2 separate regions of the Oryctolagus cuniculus genome follow, and region 1 is linked to region 2. A link is a contact called in public Micro-C data. All regions are on one chromosome and are shown on one strand. Each heading gives the region's core, a stretch centred on a gene start, on an enhancer-like site or on the middle of the called end of the contact. The rest is flanking DNA. Distances are from core to core; before and after follow the strand shown. Region 1 holds the start of RFLNB (refilin B). Region 2 holds the start of TIMM22 (translocase of inner mitochondrial membrane 22).

Region 1 (4,634 bases), core at 2,029-4,528, 430 kb after region 2:
CAATAAGGAACACAGAGCCTAATTCCTCAGCAGGGAGGTGGACTGGAAGTGGAGCAGCTGGGACTTGAACTGGTGCTCTGATATGGGATGCGGGCATCTCAGGGTGCGACTAACTTGCTGTACTGCAACGTTTGCTCCTCGACTCCTTAGAGCCAGTGTGATGAGCAGCCAAGGCCAAGCTCACGTCACACGGCCACTGTTGTGCCAGGGCACAAAGGGGCAGGTGGCTAGCATATGTTGATGTCTCGCTTATCACCTGTCCTGCTGAGAAGGCCTGATTTTCTAGAAACTTCTAACAGCCTGCTCACAGCAAAAGGCCCCTTCTCAGATGCTCTCCCTGACAGATCTGGCCCCAGAAGCCCGCCAGGCATGAGCATCCTCAATGCTGAGGATGTCCCTTAGCTGACAACCTGGGAAGCAGCAGCATCTTTGAAAGCAGGTGCAGCCGGCGCCGCGGCTCACTAGGCTAATCCTCCCCCTTGCGGCACCGGCACACCGGGTTCTAGTCCCGGTTGGGGCACCGGATTCTGTCCCGGTTGCCCCTCTTCCAGGCCAGCTCTCTGCTGTGGCCAGGGAGTGCAGTGGAGGATGGCCCAAGTGCTTGGGCCCTGCACCCCATGGGAGACCAGGAGAAGCACCTGGCTCCTGCCTTCAGATCAGCGCTATGTGCTGACCGCAGCACGCTGGCCGCAGTGGCCATTGAGGGTGAACCAACGTAAGGAAGACCTTTCTTTTTGTCTCTCTCTCTCACTGTCCACTCTGCCTGTCCAAAAAAAAAAAAAAAAAAAAGAAAGAAAGAAAGAAAAAGAAAGGTGCATAGAGGGGCGAGCGAGCAGGGCGGGCAGCAGGGGTCCCAGCTGGGGCTGAGGGGGACTGTCCTGCTGTCCCCAAGTTCAGACAGCCTCTTGGCCTGTAGGACCCAGGAGCCTTGAGCAGAAACCTTAAGAAAAGGAGCCAGGAGGGTAGATCTGGAGCAGGAGAGGAAGAGGGGTTTGGAATTGCAAGGTCGTATTAGTGTTATGAAGATCTGATTATTGGTCTTGCCCTGCAGGGTTCAAGTCTGACTCCTGGAGCAGGGCAGGCATCCAGGAAACCAGCAGGAGGGGCCCGGGCCCTCCCACCAGCCGCAACACCCGCAGCCGTGTCTGGAGCTTTGGCAGACATGGCACCCATCCCGGGTGGCCGGTGAAGCCGCTGGACCACCGGCTGGTGACCAGTGAGAGGCCCTAGCGGGGGCCGGGGGGCCGGGAGAGCATTGCACAGCTGGGCCTTATTGAGGCTGGGACAGTGGGATTGGAAAAAAGCAAAGCAAATGGGTCAGAGGCCTCTGTGTGAGCAGATTTGTTCCTGTGCACAGGGCACAAGACAGACGCCTTCTCAGATCTCTGGAACTCTCCATCTGGGGTTGGGGGTCTTGCAATCGCGCGGGGCCAGCAGCAGCCAGGTTCCAGGTGGGAGCTTGGCAAGTGGTGGGTGAGCCTTCCCCTCTCATCCTCAGTTCTCCCCAAACCCCAGCTCACTTGCAGTAAAGACCCAAGACTGCAAAACAACGCCTTTTATGTCTCCAGCGAGCACGAGGAGTTCCCAGCAGTAGGAAGCTGCAAACCACAGCCGCCCCCAGCCTGCATGCACTGCACGTTCTGCTTTGAATTAGGGCTGCAAGAGGAGTGCCCTGGAGGCCTGGGGCTGAGGGAAGGACACACTCAGCCCAAGGTCACCACGTGGAGCACAGTGGCTGCCCCAAGGGCTCCCACCCTCCTTCCTTCCCAGGCAGCCGCCACAGGCTGTGCACTGTGGGATCCTAGAGGCCGCCCCTCAGGGGTGGCAGCTCAGAGCAGCTGGTTCCCTAGGGTTGACCACAGCGAGGGCTCTTCCCGGCCCGCAAGTTCTGGTCCACCTGACTCTCTGAGTGGAGCCAGGAGCGCAAGTTGCTGATGTGAGGCCTCCTTGCAAAAATCCCTTCCGGCCTTTATTTTCTGGGGACTCGGGAAGGCTCTTTTTTGTGCATTTGGGGAGGGTTGGAAGAATCAGCCCCTGGCTCCCAGGCAGGGGGCCTCCAGGGTGGACCTCGCCCAGGGGCTGATCATCTGCCTCCTTGCCAGCTGCCTGTGACATCTGCTGTCCACTGGGCTCAGCAGACCCCCGTCTGTGCAGGGAAACCAATGGTCTCCCAGGTGACACAGGTCAAAATGGAGACAGTTACAGACAGAAAGGGAGAAACAGAAAGATCATCCATCTGGTGGTTCACTCCCCCAAATAGCTGCCACTGCTGGAGCTGGGCTGATCCGAAGCCCGGAGCCAGGAGCTTCTTCCGGGTCCCCCACGTGGGTACAGGGGCCCACACCATTGCAAAAAGCTGGCTCAGAAGTGGAGCCACTGGGACTCATATAGGATGCCAGCACTGCAGGCGGCAGCTTTACCTGCTACGCCACACCGTAGGCCCCAATCTCCAGGCTCTTGGTTGAACTCCACCAGAACCCCTAGGGCTGAGGGGTGCCCCCTGTGCATGCGGGTCAGGCGGATCCCGGGAAAGGTGCTGGCTCTGGGGTCAGTCCAGACCCCCTGAAACCAGGTCCTGCCCGCAACGGGGCTTCTCTGCGAAGCCAGAGGCCAGGGCAGACGTCTGGGTCTGCTCAGTGCGGGGTTCCCCGGGGGCGCGCAGCCCACAGCTCCCGTGGCGGCGGCGGGGAAGCTGCCTCCCCCCACTGCGGGGCCCTGGCCCCCGAGGCGGCGCCCGGGCAGCCGGCTGAGCTCATCCACGTCACCGTCTCCCCTGCCGAGTGGGCCCCCACCGAAACCAGGGCCCCCGGGAGCCCCGCGGTGGGCCCTCTTTCCTCCGGGCCGCCGTGAGCGTCGGCAGTGGCCGGAGCCATCCGACGCACATTAACTATTAATAATTTCCAGTTGTGAGCTCGCTGTGGCCGGCTCTCCGCCGGCTGCCCCCGACCGCCAGTTCTGGAGAGCCCGGGGCGAGCGCCTCCCAGCCCGCGGGCACAGGGCTTTGGCGCGGGGGTGGGCGAGTGGGTGGGGGAAGGTACCCGCGCCCACCTGTAGCCTGGTGGGGGTCGACGGCGCTGGGGGTGCCTCTCCCGCCCGCCCGGCGCCCCCTGCAGCGCCGGTGGGCAGCAGCCGGGGGCGGGCTCGGCGGCCCGGCGGAGCTCGGCGCGGGCGGCGCACGGCGGGAGCGCAGCGGCCCCTGGCGCCGGTCCTCGCGGCGGGGCCTGTGAGGGCTGGGCCGGCCCGGGCGCGGCGGGCCGGGGCGGGGCGGAGGGCGGGCCCCGGAGCGCGGCCGCCGGCGAGACCCGGACGGCGCGCGCGGGCGGCCGGGCAGGGAGGGCGGCCGGGCGGGCAGCGGCCCCGGCCCGCGTCTGCGCCCCTCGCGGCCCTCGCTCGCCCGCGACCCCGCGCCCAGCCATGGTGGGCCGGCTGAGCCTGCAGGATGTGCCCGAGCTCGTGGACGCCAAGAAGAAGGGCGACGGCGTCCTGGACAGCCCGGACTCGGGGCTGCCCCCCAGCCCCAGCCCCAGCCACTGGGGGCTCGCGGCGTCTGCGGGCGGCGGCGCGGGCGGCGGCGGCGGGGAGCGCGCGCCGGCTCCGGGGGCGCTGGAGCCCGACGCGGCGGCGACCCCCGCGGCCCCGGTGAGTGGCCCAGATCTGACTCCTTCCCTCCCCAGCGCGCCCGTCCCCCCACCCCACCCCGGCAGGCCGTGTCGCCCTGCCTGGGACGCGCCGTCGGCGTGGCTGTCGCCGGGAGCCCGGGCGGGAGCAGCGCGATACTGGCCAGCTGGAGTCGGAGGCTGGAAAGTTGTCGTCGCCTGGGAGGCGCGCGGGGGCCGGGAGAGGCGCGCCGCTGTCCCCTCCCTCGGGTGGCCGCCCCCGGTGGCCGCCAGGCTGCGGCTCAGCCACGTTCGCTCCCGGGTCGGGCGGGCGGGCGGGGCCCCCGGGACCTGGCACGGGACCCCAGCCTGCCTTCCGAGGCCCGTGAGCCCACTCCGCTGTGCCCCGGGCTCCCCGATTCTGAGAGCAAGCGCGCCCTGCTTTCGGTCACTCCCTAGCCTTGACTTCCTGGCGGCGGCCCCTGTCCCGAGAGCGCCCGAGTGTCCCGTGTGTCGCAGGTGGCTGAGGCCTTTTCAGTATTAAGCCTTTTACTTTACTTTACTTTTTTTTTTTTTTACTCAACGAAAAAATCTCCACCACAGTTTACTGCCCTCTGCCCCGGGGCTGAAGTCGTGGTGGCCCCTTAAGGACCTGCACTGCCCCTGCCTCCAGGGGAGCCTCCGGGGTTTGCAGCCTTGCTGCAGGCTGGCCTGCTCCCCTCCCCTCCCCTCCCCTCCCCTCCCCTCCCCCCTGACATTCACAAGGTCTATTACCTCTTCCAGCAAGGTCTTGCTGGCCCTTCAGTGCCCAGCCCGGGTCACCTCCTCTGGGAAACCTTCCCCGATGTTCCCCAGAGCCGTGCCAGGGGCGCTTTGTGCTTGGGGCTGGGGGGTTATAACCTCGGCTGCCCCACCCCCTCCCCGAGGTGCACCTGGGGCAGGGTGGGTGCACGGGGAGCGTCTGTTGATGGGCAGGAAGGGGAGAGAAGGGCAGAGAACCCGGTGCTGGTGTGGATACCTGGGAGAAGGATGTGGGGT
Region 2 (4,626 bases), core at 409-2,908:
CTTTCCTTTATACAGATGTGGAAACCAAGGGTCAGCAAGGTTAAGGAACTTCCCCAAGGTCACAGGGCCACGCCGCTGCCCACATCTGACACTCCTGTGGCTCCTGGACATCTGCCCATGGATGCCTCCTCACGGCCTCAAAGGCAGCCCAAGTTCACGGATACCAGGGCCACCTCCCCCCTAGACTTTTCCTTCACTGTCACCACAGCCCTGTATCTCAGCAGTAATTCTGCCTGCTTCCTCGGTTCCCCTGCAACCAGGCAGCTACAGAAGATGGCAAACCCTTTCAGCCTAGCTCTCCAAGCACGACCATGGCCATCTGCGTCCACAGCCGCGTCTCCATCACCCCCACCCTGGAGCGTCAGAGACTCAGGGGAGGCCAAGGGGAGCTTGTCTCAGCCGTCTCGAGCTTGTCTCAGCCGTCTCCACGGCCATCCCACCCAGCCTCTCCTCCTTCCCCACACTCCACCCCGGGTGCCCTTCAGCACTCTCCTAAAAAACAAAGTTTTACCGGTAAGCACGCTAAGGCCTGTGCGCGTGGGCGCAGAGCTCAAATCTCCGCCTCCACTTTCCCCTTTCTCAGCCCTGAGGTTCACCTCTGCTATGGCCTCCCACCCCCCCACCCCCCCAAAGCAGAATCCCTCTTCTCTCTCTCTTTTTCTCACTAGCACTCATTTCTTACAGGTCGTTCGTTCTCAGCGAGACTTAAACTCAGCACACACGCGGCCAGTCTACCCCGTGCCCGTGAAGTGTTCGGGCCGTCCTCATAGCCTCCACAGGTCAAAGAGAGAGAACCAGAGGGCAGGGCCAGCCTCCTCCGGCCCCTGCCCACCGCTGCCTGCTCCCTCCTGGCAGCTCCTCGGCCAAGCCCCCCGTCCACCTGCTCCTCTGAGCAGGAAAACCTCAACTCCACCGGACCAAGGCTCTGCCTCTCCCACCCCCTGTTTCCGCGGCCTGGCGCAGGCCAGTTGCTCAGCAACAAGTTGTTGAATTAAGGATGCAATGAATGAAGAATGAACGAAGTCACCCATTCTACGGCCTGGCCGCCTCCCTCAGAGGGCCTGCTTCCCCGTTCGGATTTCCGAAGGCCAAGCTGACCCCGGGGCCAGAGCCTGAGGTCACCGGGGCGCGACGGGAACGCAGCCGAGGTCGCGCGTCTGCACCGCGGCCCCGCGAGCCCTCCGCCTCCCCGGGGCCCACGCGCCTCGCCGCGCCTCCCCGGGCCCACGCGCCGCGCCGCGCCTCACCTCCCACGCAGGCCAGCGCTGCCTTGAAGGCGCAGCTCTCCATCGCCCTCTCGATCATCTTCTGCTCCTCGCTCTTGGCCGGGCTCGGGATCCCGCCCAGGCTCCCGGGCTCCAGGAGCCGCGGCTGCCGCTTGTCACCCACCAGGTACTGCAGGAGGAGGCTGTACTGCAGCGGGGCTTCGGCGGGCTCCGCGGCCGCGGGCGCTGAGCGCCCGGCGCTGGGGGCGGCCGCCGCCATGACAGCAGCTGCCCCGGGAAGCCCCCGCGTCGCTCTTCCCACAGCAGATTCCACAAACTTCCTGCCAAGCGAGCGACTGGATCTCAACGGCAGATTCGTCGCAGCGGGAAAGCTGCGGAAGACGACATCGGCCTGGGAGTACCTGGCCAGAGCGCTATCGTGTTTCCCGAAAGCCGAATCAAGCTTTTGAAGCAGTCCCAATCAATGGCACAGACAGGCACGTTTCAGTCACAGGGAAGCGCCCTCATCCTTCTGGGGCTGCGGCGTGGTGTGGGCCGGCATTGGTAGCGCTAACCCGAACAGCAACTACATTTCCCAGAAGGCCTTGCGCGTGCTCTCGCGGGTCGAACCGGTCTGGAGCGCGTCAGAGCTCTCGCCTGGCGGGACGCGAGCGGCGTCGCCCCGCGGGCTGCAGTGCGGCCAGGGGCCGGCAGGGGGCGCGTGCGCACTGCCGAGCTCTCTCCGCGTCCGCGTTGGGACCTTGAAGATGTGAAATGTTGGTGACGGGCAGTGCTTTGCAGATTAAACGTGGAGGAATGGCATAACCGTATGTAAGGAGCGATGTGTTCAGTAATTAGAGAACGGAGCAGTAAGAGTGATGCTAGCCCAGCTAAGAGAAGTCAGGATCTGGGATCTGAAGTGACGGACCCTGGTCCAGTACGGAGGGCCAGCCAGGCCGTGCTTGGTGCTGTTGCCCGCGGGGCTGGTGTCCTGTGGCAAGCTGGGCACTAATGCTCGTGTTTTTGCAGCTTGCAAAACAAAGCCAGGAGCCAGGATCTTCATCCGGGTCTCCCATGTGGATGCAGGGGCCCAGGCCCTTGGGCCATCTTCTGATGTTTTTCCCAGGCGCATTAGCAGGGAGCTGTTTGGGAAGCAGTGCAGCTAGGACTCGAACTGGCACCCATATGGGATGCTGGCATTGCAAGCAGTGGCTTAACCTGCTCACCCAGCGCTGGCCCCGTACCCAGAGTTTTCTAAGCTGATGTGAGATTCACTGTTGTACCCCCACCAGGCCATCCTCACTCTGAGGTTCCTAGTGACTTCCCAATTGTTCAGCGCCACGCACACATCACGCTGCTAGACGTCACGGCTGCCTGTGGCCTGGCTGACTGCTCCCTCCTGTGAAGTCTCCAGTTCCAGGGAGCCCCCCTCTCCCAGTTTTGCCGCGGCCTCTGCACTTGCTCCTCTGCAGCTCCCTCCGCCTGGCAGGCTGGCCACACTCACAGCTTTCCCTGCTACTCCCAGTGCCTCATCGACTCCTGCGTTTTAAAAATTTATGTAGCTCAGCCGGTGCCGTGGCTCACTAGGCTAATCCTCCACCTTGTGGCGCCGGCACACCGGGTTCTAGTCCCGGTCAGGGTGCCGGATTCTGTCCCGGTTGCCCCTCTTCCAGGCCAGCTCTCTGCTGTGGCCAGGGGGTGCAGTGGAAGATGGCCCAAGTGCTTGGGCCCTGCACCCCATGGGAGACCAGGATAAGTACCTGGCTCCTGCCATCGGATCAGCGCGGTGCGCTGGCCACAGCGCGCCGGCTGCAGCAGCCATTGGAGGGTGAACCAACAGCAAAGGAAGACCTTTCTCTCTGTCTCTCTCTCTCACTGTCCACTCTGCCTGTCAAAAAAAAATTATGTAGCTCATTATTTTATTTGAAAGCTGGGGGTTGGGGCCGGCGCTGTGGCACAGTGGGGTAAAGCCCTGGCCTGAAGCATCAGTATCCTATATGGCTGCCGGTTCTAGGCTGCTCCTCTTCTGATCCCAGCGCTGTGCTATGGCCTGGGAAAGCAGTAGAAGATGGCCCGAGTCCTTGGGCCCCTGTACCCACGTGGGAGACCTGGAGGAAGCTCCTGGCTCCTGGCTTCGGATTGGCACAGCTCTGGCCACTGTGGCCATCTGGAGAGTGAACCCACGGATGGAAGTTCTCTCTCTCTCTCTACCTCTCTCTGTAACTCTGTCTTTCAAATAAATAAAGTAAATCTAGGAAGGATGGAAGGAAGGAAGGGAGGGAGGGAGGAAGGAAGGGAGAGAGGGAGGGAGGAAGTCGAGGGGAGAGAGCCTCATTGCTGGTTTACTCACCGAATTAATGAAATAGCTGAAACCAGGGTGCAGGAACTCAGTCCAGCAAACTCATGCATTCCAGTATGGGACATCAGTGTCTTAAGTGCTAAACACCCACCCCATGACTCCTAAATCTCGATTTCTAGCCCAGACCTTTCTTTTGTCTTTCTTTCTGAAGCTTTATGTATTGGGGCTGGTGCCATGACACAGCAGGTTAAGCTGCAGCCTGTGGTACCAGCATCCGTGTGAGCACCCATTCGTGTCCTGGGTGCTCCACCTCTGATCCAGCTCCCTCTTGATAAACTGGGAGAACAGCAGAATACTTATTTGAAAGGCAGAGTTACAGAGAAGGAGAATCAGAGATATCTTCCATCTCCTGGTTCACTCCCCAAATGACCATCATGACAGGGGTTAGGCCACGCTGAAACTGGGAGCCAGGAGCTCCTTCCAGGTCTCCCATGTGGGTGCAGGGTCCCAAGGACTTGGCCATCTTTTGCTGCCTTCCCAGGCACAGTGCAGCAAGCTGGATTGGAAGCAGAGCAACCAGAAACTTGAACTGGCGCTCTGGTATGGGCTGCTGGTGTTGGCGGCTTAACCCACTGCACCACAACACAGCCCACTTAGCCCTTTCTTGCAAGCAAGAAGCAAACACTTCTCCCAGGCGGCCCTAACTCAGCACTCTGCCAGCCACCCTCGCCTTCCAGATAAATGAGGGGTCCCAGCCCTGATCCTTGACAAACTCTCAAGAGCCCAAGCTGGACGCAAGATGTCGGGACAGGCTCTCGGGCAAGTCCCAGTCAAAGCAAGGCCCTTGTGGAGAAAGGGACGGCGTAAACAGCTCATCCGTGCCACCTGTTAGAGGGTGGTCATCCGACCGAAAAGGAAGGAGCTGCCTCGGTGGTCAGGAACGATCCAAGCCAGCAGGCGGAGAAATGAAATTCCCCCACGGAGAAATTCCCCCACGGAGAATGCCCTGTGTGGGGCATCCTGGCCCGGCATGGATGGGGAGGGGACAGGGAGAGCCTGAGCTGCTGTCTCCTCCCACAGGTGGAACAAGGGAGTGGGAAGCTCTCCAAGTGTATTCTGAAG

The links. A called contact is a pair of places that touch in the nucleus more often than the background predicts.
Region 1: a Micro-C map of ear pinna shows a contact between it and region 2, with 6 times the contacts expected there. The contact joins the promoter of RFLNB here to the promoter of TIMM22 in region 2. A contact is called at or near these places in 2 of 6 Hi-C or Micro-C datasets (ear pinna and an unstated tissue).

What each region holds. Positions count from the first base shown.
Region 1 is chr17:46,649,440-46,654,073 of mOryCun1.1, forward strand. RFLNB (refilin B) reads left to right here and starts at 3,279. Exons shown (of 3, transcript XM_051824574.2): 1 at 3,279-3,639. The coding sequence starts at 3,415.
Region 2 is chr17:46,219,300-46,223,925 of mOryCun1.1, forward strand. It overlaps TIMM22 (translocase of inner mitochondrial membrane 22), which reads right to left and starts at 1,659. Exons shown (of 4, transcript XM_002718896.5): 1 at 1,248-1,659. The coding sequence starts at 1,485.